Linked DNA regions of Mus musculus: regions 1 and 3 are each linked to region 2. Evidence: chromatin contacts called from public HiChIP or PLAC-seq data. All regions are on one chromosome and are shown on one strand. The core of a region is the stretch at or near the end of the contact, and the rest is flanking DNA. Distances in the headings are between cores, read along the strand shown. Region 1 overlaps Casp3 (caspase 3). Region 2 has its middle 40 kb from the start of Gm39170. Region 3 holds the start of Irf2 (interferon regulatory factor 2).

Region 1 (4,358 bases), core at 618-3,117, 230 kb after region 2:
TTGTTTTCTGAGACAGGGTTTCTCTGTACAGCCCTGGCTGTCCTGGAACTCACTCTGTAGACCAGGCTGGCCTCAAACTCAGAAATCCACCTGCCTCTGCCTCCCGAGTGCTGGGATTAACCACAGCACATGCTTGGCATGGTGATGCATGCCTATACCTCCAGCACTTGGGCGATACTGTCCAGTCTGGTAGGTGATATCATAATTTATATTCCTCTTATTATGATGGGAGATTGGGTTATCTGAACATAAGGGGTATATGCTCTCTTTGTTTACACTTGCTCTATTCACATACATGGCCCAGTTGATGGTTTTTATCTTGTGTATGTGTAGGCCAGGTGATAATGGGACTGGTATCATTTCTCCATAGCTGAGCACATCAGCCATGCGTTTGCCATGGAGACTAGGCTGGTTGACCAGTGAGCCTCAGGAACTCACTTATCTCCATCACTGCTGGAATTATAAGCGAGCATCACAATTCGGGTTTTTTTTCCTTTTAACATGGATTCTGGGGATCAAGTTCTAGTTCAGGTTCTTGTGCTGGCAAGGAAACTGCTTTACCCAGCTAACTACTCCCAGACCCATAGCTCCAGTTGTTTTCTTTGTACTATCTCAGACCTCTTTATATAGATAGTATGGAAATTACAATGGGCTAGCCTTTTCTCCACACATTAAAGAGCTAGTCTTTAAAGGTTTAATTTCATGTATATAGGTATTTAGCCCACGTGTATGCCTCTGCACCATGTGCATAAAATTCCCAAGGAGGCAAAAAGAGGCAGTTGGGTCCCCTGGAGCTAGTTACAAAAAATTGTGAGCTGCCATGTGGGTGCTTGGGTTCAAATCCAGTTCTTCTGAAGAACAGCCGACGCTCTTAACTGCTGAGTCATTTCTCCACCACCCTATCCCCTGTTAGAAAGCAGCTAGACAAAAACATTCGTGACACGCTCCTCCTTGTGTACAGGAGTTCCTTGATCCACTTTTGACCTTCACTTTAGAGAAGCTGTGGTTATTATGTAAACTTTGGAGGAGCTGAGTCCCCACCCCTTCCTGTATTCTTTGAGTATATTCTACCTATTTCTTTGGGTTTAAATCCTATCATATCAGAGGTTCTTCCACTTGCCAACACCTTAACATATTAGATTAAGGCCTTGTTGCATCCTCTGACTCTCTCAAATTAGACTGTGGGTTAAAATTATTTTAACTTTCACTTAGTTATTACAACAGCAAAAGTATTGACGACGACAACAACAACAACAACAACAACAAACCCTCAAATACACTGATAATTTTAAATCTGAATTTATGTTTTGAAATAAAATTGCAAGGTAACAAACTTTTATAAAATTGTCACATGGGAACACACTTTAAAATACCATCACATGCTGCATTCACTTAGAAAGCGTTAACAACAAAGCCAGTCTAAACAAGAATCTATCCGTTACAATGTGAGTTCCTTCCTTTCTTTGTGCAACAAGGAAGCTTAGGAGAAATGCTGCGAGAGCCAGCAGTGACTCAGCACCCCCATAAGGAGGCCAGGAGCAGAGCACAGTCTCCCTGAGGATGGACTGCAGCCCGCAGCTTCTCCACATGGGCTGCAGGGCTATTGCTGGATGCTTTCCAAGTCCTGTGTGCCCTGGCCCTTTCGTTTCTAGCACAGTATAAATATCACCATTATTTTTCCTTTCTTTGTAAACGTCAACAGAAAAGTCAGCATGCTACAGACTCTGGACATGGAGTCCAGTGAACTTTCTTCAGACTCTCAGCCCTCTGGGAAAGCCTTTTTGCAGAAGTTTGTGATCTGGTTCACTTTCCCACGTGGTAACTTGGACATCATCCACACAAACCAGAACTCACAAGGGGGGTGGGGTGAGGGGTGGGGAGTCCAGCTGGCAGGCCTTTTCTGAAGATGTGCCCATGGCTCTGCCAAGTCTCTGCTCTGGCTCAAACCACATTCTCTCCAACTACAGTAGATTTCATCTCTCCTTTTCTTAAGCTCTGTTTGACAACTGGTATTATAGTATATTCCTATAGAATTCCTGTACTTCATTCTAATAATCAACCATTTGAGGCTGTTACATAACAGCTCTTGAGATATTTTGCTGGTCTGTAAGACCGAGCTGATTTGTATAAGGATAAGTAAGAAACAAATGCTGATGGATTTTAGCACCTTGCCTTCAATGAGTCAACCAAGTTCGCACACGGTTTTCCTCTCACATAAATACTCAAGTTATTTTTGTTCCAGTAATAAAACATGATTTTTTTTTTTAAAATAACAAATACGTGTTGTGGACAACTGTCACAAAACCAGTAGCTATAATGCATGCTATGGTGGTCCAACTCTTCACTTCCATAAATCAGGTCCAAAACAAGGGTTCCAGCCTTTGACTCTGCTCATGGATTCAAGTTCTAAGACATTATCATTTGACATTATTGTTTCTACGTTTAACGAAAACTAGAACAACATTCTTAACATGAGTGGGGAGTATAAAATCATCAGTGGAAAAGCTGTACTGCTTCAAAATGACTTCAAAATTCATAGTATCGCCAAATCTTGCTAATTATAAAAGGGCAACTTTGTAATTTCATCTAGGATGATAGTACCATCATTGACAGTTACTTGCTCCTTATTAAATTAAATTTCATTTCAACTACCTGATGTCGAAGTTGAGGTAGCTGCACTGTGGCTGGCTGCATTGCTAGGCAGTGGTAGCGTACAAAGACCAGGAGGACCGTCAGATTAGATTTAAATGAGAGTCTCCCTGACAGCTTTCTCATTTGGCATAACAAAACAGAAACACGCCCCCCCCCACCCCCAATCATTCCTCTAGTGATAAAAGTACAGTTCTTTCGTGAGCATGGACACAATACACGGGATCTGTTTCTTTGCGTGGAAAGTGGAGTCCAGGGAGAAGGACTCGAATTCCGTTGCCACCTTCCTGTTAACGCGAGTGAGAATGTGCATAAATTCTAGCTTGTGCGCGTACAGCTTCAGCATGCTGCAAAGGGACTGGATGAACCACGACCCGTCCTTTGAATTTCTCCAGGAATAGTAACCTAGGAGGCAAAAATACGAAGGACTGTATCTTCTATTACACCACAGCATCACTCTGGAGGAGTCTACACATTTTCATATAACCAGAACGATCCAGACAGACATAAGCTTCCTCAGTCTTAGAAGCCACACAAAGGAAAATAATTAGCAACCCTGGACTCCAGACCTCACTGCTCTCTGCTGGAAAAGAAAACGCAGATCAATCAGGACTGACTACTGTTGGTTTCCCGAGTTCTACTTTAGGGTCTCTTTCCCATAGGTCAGGGCGAAGAAGAGGAAGACACAGACCGGACAATACCAGGTTGTGCAAAGCTATGCAAATGGGACCCTGTAGGTAACATGGTGTTTCAATCTGAACTCATCTGTTATGAATACTGGCTCAGGCAGGAAATAAACTGCTTACATATACACACACTTTAAAAAGGTTTCTTTGCTTATTCATTTTATGTTTATGATGTCTCAGCCTGCATGTATGCAAGTGCCCTGTGCCCACGCAGATCAGAAGAGGGAGTCAGAACCCTGGAATCAGGGTTACCCGTGGTTGTGAGCTACCGTGCGGCTGTGAGCACCCGAAGCCAGGTCCTCTGCATGAGTAACAAGTGCCCTTAACCACTAAGCTGTTTATTAGAGATGTACACTTTAAAAAAATGACATTAGTTTGCCTCTGGGGCAACTGGATGAATAAAACAAATAGTATTCAAAAAGGCCCCCCCCCATAGGGTTTTTGTATTTATTTTCAGATTAACTACAGGATTCATTGTGTTTAGCTTAGAAGTACACTGCTTAGAAGATACCTAGTGGATAAAATAAACAAGATGAGTATATTTTATTTGTTTAATAGATCTATCTATCTATCTATCTATCTATCTATCTATCTATCTATCTATCTATCTCTCTATCTACTTATTGTGTGCATGTAGCTGTGCATGTGCCAGACAGTACACATGGAACTCAAAAGACAACTGTGAGAGCCAGGTTTTCTCAGACTACGATATGCACATAACCACATACAGGTTTACACCCACAAACAACTGAACACCGTGTGTGTGTGTGTGTGTGTGTGTGTGTGTGTGTGGTTGTTTATATGACAATGACCCCCATAGGCTCACATGTTTGAATACTTGGTCCCGAGTAAGTGGAACTTTTTGGGAAGGATTGGGAATCATGGCCTTGGTGAAAGTGGTGTGTCAGGTGGACTTTGAGGACTCAAAAGCCAGCATCATTTCCAGTTAGTTCTCTCTACCTTGTGCTGTGCTTGTAGATGGAGATGTAAGCCTACACCTGTCTACTGCATGGCCGCCCTCAC
Region 2 (4,149 bases), core at 1,433-3,932:
TTCCTTCTCGAGTAGCACAGCCCTCCTTTATCCTAAGGTTCAGTCATGTTTGACCAGCAAGAGACTCAGTCTACATAAAGCCTTGCACAAGCTCGCTTTCTGGCTTGGCCAATAGTTTGAAAATGAAAATGGTAGACAGCAGCCAGAAGCCTATTCTTGGGGCAAATACTTGGTTTGGGATAATAGGAGAATAAAACTAATAAAAATTCCTGCCAGCACTAAACAGGTTAAGAGAGACACATAATTAGATGTAGAATTTGTGGCAGTCAAAACCCTAGGTAACTGGGAAATATACTTTAAGAAAAATATAAAATTATAATTACAAACTAAGAGTGAGTTTTAATATTTGGAACTAAAGAATATTACTATGTATATATAAAATTTATACTTTAGAGATTTGTTAATATAAATATCATGAAACCTGAAATCTTTATTAATTAGATAGATGGTTAAAACACTTTTGTATTTTCTCCACACAATTACTATCTACCTATATAATAACCTAAGAATATATATTTTGTGATGACATATCACTATATAGCATAGGCTGGCCTCAAACTCATCTAGCATGTCAGATATGTATAACCACACCCAGATGTAATAATTATATTTAAATGAAAAGAACAAAATATTGTACAGTATTTTCTTTATATGCTTGATTAAAATGGGCTTTGTTGTTGAGAAATTTAGGAAAGACTGCATTTCACAAAAGTATTACTGTAGCAATAAACATTGGACTGGTTTTCACGTTTGTGAAAATCTGTAGTCTTTCATATAGGACTTGTTATAGATACAGTTACTACTTGTAATACTATTAGAGATTGTGCCCACTACTAACACAGGGTCTCATAGATCGCAGGCCTCAAACTCACTACATACTTAAGAATAGCCTTAAACTTCTAATCTTCCTGTTCTACCTCCTAAGCACGGGGATTATAGGCAATGCACTATTGTACCTGTTTTATGCAGTGCTGTGGTTCAAACCCAGAACAACTGAGTTACATCACCACCCTACAGATTATATCTCACGCAAATGCTATGAAAAACCAAAACATAGATATGGTGAACTCATTTATGCTGTATCACCAGAGTTAGTCGTAACTGGGAAGAGGAAATACACTTTTGACTAGCTATCATTAGAAAACCAACCCTTTACTCCATTGAATGGAAGAATTGCCCACAGACTAGCTGCTGACTGTATGAGTTTTTAGCTCTGCTTTTTTCTCCACTCCCCACAGACTCCCGATGCTGCTACAAAGTGCCAGGCTTTCTCTGGTCCTGCACATTTATGTCTTAATACTGGACAAATCAGCCCTATGGGCTTGGGAGTCATTCTTGAAAATCATTGCTCTGCATGGTGGCTATTCATAACTCAACCATATGTGAAATTGAATGGCAGAAACCACATAAATATATCCCATTTAACCCAAACTAAATGCAGTCTCAACACAAATGCCGTTAAGGCAAATACAAAGACACTCAGAGTCTCTCCCAATACCAACACAAGGAAAATAGAAACAGGAAGGAAGCCAGGATGGAGGAGAGTCAGTCCTTTTAACTTGCCAAGTAGGGTGCCGTTACAGATTTCATGACCACATGACCATTCGAATACACACACACACACACACACACACACACACACGCACACACACACACACACACACATACACGCACACATGCATGGATCTCCCCCAGGACGTCAGAAGCAGCGAAAGCAAGTCTGGGATCCCGTAGAGTAAATACCAATAGCCTCATGCTAACCCCCCCCCCCCTGTCTCATCACTAGTAGATACCAGCTCCAAATCTTCATTTACATAGCACTGGAAAATGCTGGAAAGGGCTCAGCTGTTAGGAGCACTGGTCGTTCTCCCAAAGGACCTGGGTTCTGTTTCCAGCACTCATGTGGTAGCTTAAAAAAATCATCACAGCTCCAGTTCCGGGGGATCCGATGCCCCCTTCTGGCCTCCACAGACACGCAGGCAAAATGCTCATACATATAAAATGAATACATTTACATATAAAATAGATCTTAAACGCCCTGAAAAGCTACTTATTAAAACCTTGATTCCCCAGATGATCATGCACTTGGAAAGGAGTGAGAACGTTGGTAGGTAGAATCTAGTAGCTTAGTAAGGCCTTTAAAGAGGCTATTGCTGCTCCGACCAATTCCTCTATCACCCTGACTCTCGCCTACCATGCTGTTAACACGTCTCTTTGACATGATTCTTCCTCGCCATAGGCCCCAAAGTACTGTGTCCAAGAAACTGTGGACTGAAACCTCAGGAACCCAGGGCCAACATAACGTGTCCTGTTTAAGTAGATGTATTGTCATTGCTTTGTCACAGAGGCGGATACCGGACTGACAGAGAAAACCCGTACTGAGAAGTGGGGTTGTTTGGAAGGAATGAGCTGAGTTAGGGAACTTTTGAAGGAACTGGAGAGAGCCTCTAACCCTGTGAACCGGGTTTAAGGGGCAGGTTGGGCAGCATCTCAAGCCCAGAATGCAGACAGGAATGCGGTCAGTCAAACACTGTGCCGATAAGGTTTCAGTTAGCAAAAAAAGGTCTCTTGTGGGACTGAGTAAGAAACCGCTCGTGGTACATTCTGTCAAACTACTCAGCTACATTTGGCATGCTCTGAGCTTAAAGGGTCTTTCATCCTGTGAGAAAGCACTAAGGCAGAGCCTTCAGGCTGTGGCCTGGACACACCCTTCACTCAGATTCGAAGTGAGTCAGCACACAGGACAGACTTGAGGAGAGGAAAGACTTGAAAAACTTGTAGTTGTGGTAGGAAAGGAGGGTGTTTGCATTGGGCAGGCTTCTGTGTCACTGTGACCAAATGCCTGAGACAATAACTTAATCTCCCTAATGCTGCAACCCTTTAATACAGTTCCTCATGTTATGGTGACACCATCCCCCAACCATAAAATTACTTTCATTGCTACTTCATAACTGTAATTTTGCTACTGTTATGAGTTGTAATGTAAATATTTGATGTGCAGGATATCTGACCCCTGTGAAAGATTTATTTGAGTCCCCTTATCAAAGGGGTTGCAACCCACGGCTTGGGAACCATTGACTTAAAGGAAGAGAGACAATTAGATCATGGTCTTGGAGTCCTTATGGGTGCTTGACTCCTTACAACTGCACAGAACTCTGTGGTGGTAAAAGTGTGTAGTGAAGGAATTCTTCACTTCGTGGGGGACAGAAAGCATAATAAGTGATGAAAAGGGGGGCCAGGGACAAAATCCCCAGGACCTCCACAAGTGTTTAACTTTCACCAGTAGACCTGACTTTATGGAGTTTCCAGAACTAACTGGAGACTAAACTATTAGAGCATGGGCCCACGGGAAATCTTTGAAAGTCAAATCATAGCTTTTAAAAGTTGTAGCCCAGGAAGGCGTGTCTTCTGAAGAAATGACAACATTTGACAGCAACTAAAAAGCTCGCAGCGCTGCTCAAAGTCAGTGGGTCATGGAAAACAAACCAGGGCGTGAAATAGGAAGGGGATGAGGAAGAGAAAGGATTCCAGGAGCGTGGGAGGAGGTTAGGAGAGGGCAAAGGGAAGGGGTGTAAAAATAACCCAAATGAAGATAAACCCAGGCAAACAAAGAAGCTAATTACTTTGCTCTTCACTGTTAGGAAAGCTGCTCCAGGATATGTCAGGATTCAGTAGGACACACCCAAGTTCTCAGCTTCAAGGATTTTGCTGCAAAGGGATCCCTGTGGTCCACCCAGGGATTCACTCTGAGCCAGCCAGTAAATCATTTCTCTGGGTTTGTTTCCCCATGTTCAGTTATCTAGACCCTTGGGGGCTTCCATAGTTGACTCCAAACAGACCCAGCTACTGCTGAAGTCAGTCCCAGAAATTGGCTGGCACATTTGATTCTTGATTCTGGTTTTGCCTGCATGCAGAATGCATGAGTCACGGGTTGACGAAGGCTTCCAATGAAGTTGTGAAAGAGGGTCTGGAAGCAGTGTAAGTCTTTCAAGCTTTAAAGAACCAGCAGAACCCAAAAGCTTTTCAGTCTCTCTACAGAAGACATCTGCTGATAAGTTGTCAGAAAGCCCTTAAACAAAGAAATTAAGAAACCTAGGACAAAGTCCACAAGATTCAATGTCTTGTGACTCTACATGTCCCAAGGTCTTG
Region 3 (4,404 bases), core at 1,081-3,580, 130 kb after region 2:
GGCGAGTGATTAAGTTAAACAGGGCAACCTCTAGGGCTCTGCCCTAACCAAGCAGTGTGCATCTGTCTACCATGCAATCAACCACCTTCTAAAAACAGTAGGCTAAACAAACGGGTCCCTGCACCTGCCCTTAAGCACCTTAAGTGCAGGCTGCTAACTTCAAATGTTACTTGCAGTCAGTCGATATAAAAAAAAACAAAAACAAAAACAAAAACAACCAACAAACAAAACTAATAAATGACTTCAGGCATGACAACAAGCTCCCAAGCTCCCGTGATTCCTGAAAATGCACAACAGGAAATGTAACTGTCCTCCACCCTCAGGAGCCATTCATCAAGAGCAGCCCGGAGTCCCAGCCACAGGGAGGCGAGTGGCAGAAAGCTAACCCCAGGACTACTTTGCCTCCCTGGTACAGACACAACCAAGGAAGGACAAGGAGTGCCCACGCGGGAGGGAGGAGGGGACAAGAAACATGTCCCCCAAGTTTCAAACACACTGGGCTTAAGGACCTGCAAACCCGCTCGCAAACGAGTGACAAGGTGGCCTGCCAATCCCAGGGGTCTTATTTACATCCGACCACCAAGGATCTCGCCTCCACCGACTGATCCGGGCGTCTCACCTGGGGCCCGAGCACAGTCCTGGCTCGCGGCGGAGGCTACTAGCCTCCTTCCCTTCCCTGCTCCTAAGGGGCGAGGGACTGAGGGTGGCAAACGGTCCGAGAGCCGGGGCCCAGCGGACAGCGTCCGGGGAGCCGGGGCCCTGAGCTCTCGCGAAGGCTTCCCGGGCCGCTCAGGGGAGCCGGCCCCCAAGGCCGAGCGACAGGGACTAGCTGGGCACCGCGATTGGCCGCGGCCCGCATCGCTCGCCCAGAGAGCCGGGCCGGCGGGGCGGAGAGGAAGTGGTGGCTGCCGCTCTGCACCAACCATGTTCGGCCGGCGGGCGAATGTCACCCGGCGCCCGGAGCGGGTCGGAGGGCACAGGGCGGGCACTCATTCCCACCACGTCCCGGAGACCCCAAGCGTTCGTCAGCCTCACCCCCAACCCCATGCTAGCCCGCCGGGCGCCGCTCGGTCCCCGGAGGTTCCCCGCCCCCACACCTCGCCCGTTCCGTAGCCAAGGCGGGTCGGGGCCCAGCGCGCCAGGCCGGCCCCGGGGGCGCCCGCGGGGACCCGGAGGCACTCGCAGCTAGGCCGCGCCGGGGTGGGTGACCCCTGAGCGCGGAGCCCTCCGGGGACGCGCCTCCGAGGCGCCTCACGCGCTGGGACAAGTGCAGTGACAAAGCCCGGAGGCCAGGCCAGACGCTGGCCGGCGGGGAGGAGGACGCGACGTTCCTGGCGTGTGGCGGCGGCCCAGTCCCCAGGAAGCCGGGCGCGCCGGCCAGGCCCGCGCCCAGCCGCGCGCGGAGCCCGCCCGGCCCGAGTGTCCACTGGCACCAGACGCCGGTCACCCGACCCCAAGCCCCGCGGGCGAGCGCATCCTGGGACCGCCTTAGGGCAGCCTTCAAGTTTACAGTGGTCACTGCCCGGGCACGGGCATCTAGGGACCGCGGGTGCCAGTCTATTTACACCAGAGACCGCCGGGAAAGAAGGGCCGCTGGGCACCGAGAAGAACCCGGTTCCCTTCCTCGGACCTGGTGGCGACAGTGTCTGTAAACACTCATACACATACAACACACACACACACACACACACACCAATTTTATTTTAAATGAGGCCGGACTCCAACGGACCTGTACCCACAACACACGACACCTGGAGCGCAGAATCACACAGAGCAGATCTGTGTCCATGGAGCCACCTCTTCTCATCTGCAAATCCAAAAGTGAAATTAAACCTTCACTAACCTCCTCCTCCTCCCTCTCTACCTCCTCCTCTTTGCAGCCTCAGCAGCCCCAGTACCAGCGGCAACAGCAGCAGACCCCTGCTTCCCCTAAAATCAGATGATCCATAACTGCGCCGACTCTTCCTCCAAAAATCGGTATTAATATTTATGAACCCCGGCATTTTTCCGTCTGCAAAACATCGTGTCAAAGCATCAGGACGCACATACATACATAGCTCCTCCTGTCCCCGTCAACATGCCCTCGAGAGAAAACACACGCACAGCCACAACTATTATTTGAAAAAAAAAAATGTTACCTCTCAATGTGCTTTTTTTTTTCCACGCTACCAATACAATCCCGCAAGGTGTGAGTGTTGTTAGGGTGTGTAAAATGGAAATGAAAGCCCGTCAGTTGAATAATCGCAGGAGCAAAACTAAAAGTTAGTCCCCGGCTTGCCTGAGAACAGTCCAGATCGAAAGCAAAACAAGGAGAGGAAACTGCGAGGAGCCGAGGCTGGAAATCCCCCCCACCCCCGCCCTCTCCCGGCCCCGCTCCCTCCCTCGCTCCCCCTCCGCCCTCCTCCCTCCCCGCCCTTCCTCCCCAGTGTTTGTTTCAAGCTTGTGCAACCCGGAGGTGGAGGCAGAGGGAGGGCTCCAGCCGCCAGCCTGGAGGTGCGGAAGTTCGCCGCCGCTGTTCATTGGCGGCCGGCACGGCTTTCATCATTTCTCGGAAAAGTCAATTTCATTTTCACTTCCCCACGTCGCGGCTGCGGGGAGCAACAAGCGGCAGCGCGTGTGAGCGTGGGGATCGCGCCGAAGGGCGCGCGCTTTTCACCGGGGCCACGCTGGGACTGTGGGGCACCAGAAGTGGTGGACGGGGCGCTGGCTTGGGAGCTGGCCACCAGCTGGTGGTGGCCGTAGGGAAGGAAGGAGATGACCTGACTCTACATCCTACCTGAAGGGTGGAGATGGACCAGAGAGAGCCCCGGAAGCCTGGGGACCCTTCCCGACCTGTGGCTTAAGTGCTCAGAACCGCTGTGCACAGGCTGCATATACAAACTCATCTTGGAAAGTCGCCCGCTGCAAAGGAATGTAAGGAACGAAGTCAGCTGAAAAGACGGCATTACTTGTGCCCCTACTTTATTGGATCTCCTACTGGGGAACGGGGGGGGGGGGGGGGTTTGAGGGGGGTTGAAGGGCCAGCCTGGCACTCAGTGTGGAAGCTAGGATGGTTAGGAAGGCCTTCCCCTAGAAAGTCACTCTCCAAAGTTACTTCATGTCTTTGCCATAACCGGTCCAGTTCCTGCAAAATGCAAGGGTTTGAGTTACATGAACTTAAACTGTCTTGATTGGGACTGAACCTGGAGGGAACGCTGCCTGTTAACTCCTAAATTTGGCTGTCCTTATTGGTTGAACATCCTTGGCTGCTGTCCTCTGTGCTGTTCCGTGGAGACAATACTGAATGCAAGAAGAGGGCCCAGTACCTATGACAGGTGCAGCGGCCTATGGGCTCTACTAGGCCAGCTCGCTTGGAACCTCTTGCTGTTTGGTCACTTAACTTTAAAAGTATTCCCTTACATTTAGTTACACCTGCTTCTTGCCTGGCTTACAGTTTCCTCAGCCCACCACCTGCCTTCTCTAACCACTGGGGAAAGCATCCCACCCTAGGAGACTGTCACTATCTATGTGTAAACATCTGAAAAATAATTCTACCTCCTCTTTGCCATAGAATTAGTGGATTCCACAGACAGGGATAAAGGAAAGTATGCATGCCCTTGTAGAAGGAGAGCAGTGAGATTAAGGACCCTGTCTTGTGGCCTCAAAATAGATCCTTCCTGCACAGTGTCCTTTATTTCTCCCATAATAACACTGCACACTCCTTGCATTTATATTTCATATATCAGTAACCACAGGGATATACACACTGCATGGTAGTTGTATGTCTTTACCCACCAGGCACCTAAGTTAAAAGCCTAATAACCACAGGTCATTATTTTCTGGCTTTGTGTGTGTATGGGTGAGTGTGGTACATGTGTGCATGTGTGCATGTGTACTCACGGAGGCCAGAGTGTCCTGCTCAGCCCTTCTCCACGGTGTTGATTGGAGACAGGGTTTCTCACTGAACCTAGAACTAGGCTGGTAGCCAGCCACTCCAGCAATCTTCATGTCTCTGCCAGCCACAGCACTGGAATGAGGTGGGCACAGAGCCAGACCTGGCTTTTCAAGAGTCTTGGGGATTTGAACTCAACTCCCCATTGCTTGCTCAGCAAGCCCCCTTCCCCCATCTCTGCGGCCCCTTTTGTTGTTGTTTTCTTTGCTGTTGCTGTTTTTTATTTTTGCTTGTTTGTTTGTGTGTCTGGGTTTTTTGTTTGTTTGTTTGTTTTGTTTTTTGTTTTTTTTCTAGACAGGATCATCTTAGGAAGTCTAGGTGAACCAGAATTGTTTTCCAAGCTGTCCGGGAACTAACAACGTTCCTGCCTTGGCTCTTGAATCCTGGAATTATGGGCCTGTGCTATCTCTGTTTATTTTAATCGGTGTGCAACCCATTGTCTTCTCTTCCCTAGAACAGGGAGAGGAAAGGCC

The links. HiChIP or PLAC-seq counts read pairs in DNA pulled down with a chosen protein or histone mark.
Region 1: a contact with region 2 is called in a FOXA1 HiChIP or PLAC-seq map of pancreatic cancer cells. The contact joins two enhancer-like sites. A contact is called at or near these places in 4 of 115 datasets of contacts at active chromatin or transcription factors (CD8 T cells, the NIH/3T3 cell line, microglia and 1 more).
Region 3: a FOXA1 HiChIP or PLAC-seq map of pancreatic cancer cells shows a contact between it and region 2. The contact joins the promoter of Irf2 here to the enhancer-like site in region 2. A contact is called at or near these places in 13 of 39 promoter capture datasets (the 3T3-L1 cell line, 3T3-L1-derived adipocytes, the C10 cell line and 7 more), 2 of 15 datasets of contacts at CTCF or cohesin (large pre-B cells and pro-B cells), 45 of 484 Hi-C or Micro-C datasets (the 3T3-L1 cell line, 3T3-L1-derived adipocytes, B cells and 29 more), 23 of 115 datasets of contacts at active chromatin or transcription factors (the 230-238 cell line, CD8 T cells, the HPC-7 cell line and 18 more) and 4 of 9 other capture datasets (adipose tissue, bone marrow-derived macrophages, liver and 1 more).

What each region holds. Positions count from the first base shown.
Region 1 is chr8:46,636,615-46,640,972 of GRCm38.p6, reverse strand. It overlaps Casp3 (caspase 3), which reads right to left. Exons shown (of 7, transcript NM_001284409.1): 7 at 1,275-3,054. The coding sequence ends at 2,825. Among named protein-coding and RNA genes, the nearest start is that of Casp3, 22 kb to the right of the region's middle. Within about 2 kb of position 1,867, at least 154 of the 459 cell types and tissues checked have an H3K27ac peak or open chromatin away from gene starts, as enhancers often do. A contact at or near this core is called in the NIH/3T3 cell line, microglia and pancreatic cancer cells, where this site is marked.
Region 2 is chr8:46,868,199-46,872,347 of GRCm38.p6, reverse strand. No RefSeq gene overlaps it. Among named protein-coding and RNA genes, the nearest start is that of Gm39170, 40 kb to the right of the region's middle. Within about 2 kb of position 2,682, at least 170 of the 459 cell types and tissues checked have an H3K27ac peak or open chromatin away from gene starts, as enhancers often do. A contact at or near this core is called in 3T3-L1-derived adipocytes, the C2C12 cell line, CD8 T cells and 23 more, where this site is marked.
Region 3 is chr8:46,737,671-46,742,074 of GRCm38.p6, reverse strand. Irf2 (interferon regulatory factor 2) reads right to left here and starts at 2,330. Exons shown (of 9, transcript NM_008391.4): 1 at 2,139-2,330. It overlaps Gm16675 (predicted gene, 16675), which reads left to right and starts at 2,560. Exons shown (of 3, transcript NR_045750.1): 1 at 2,560-2,913.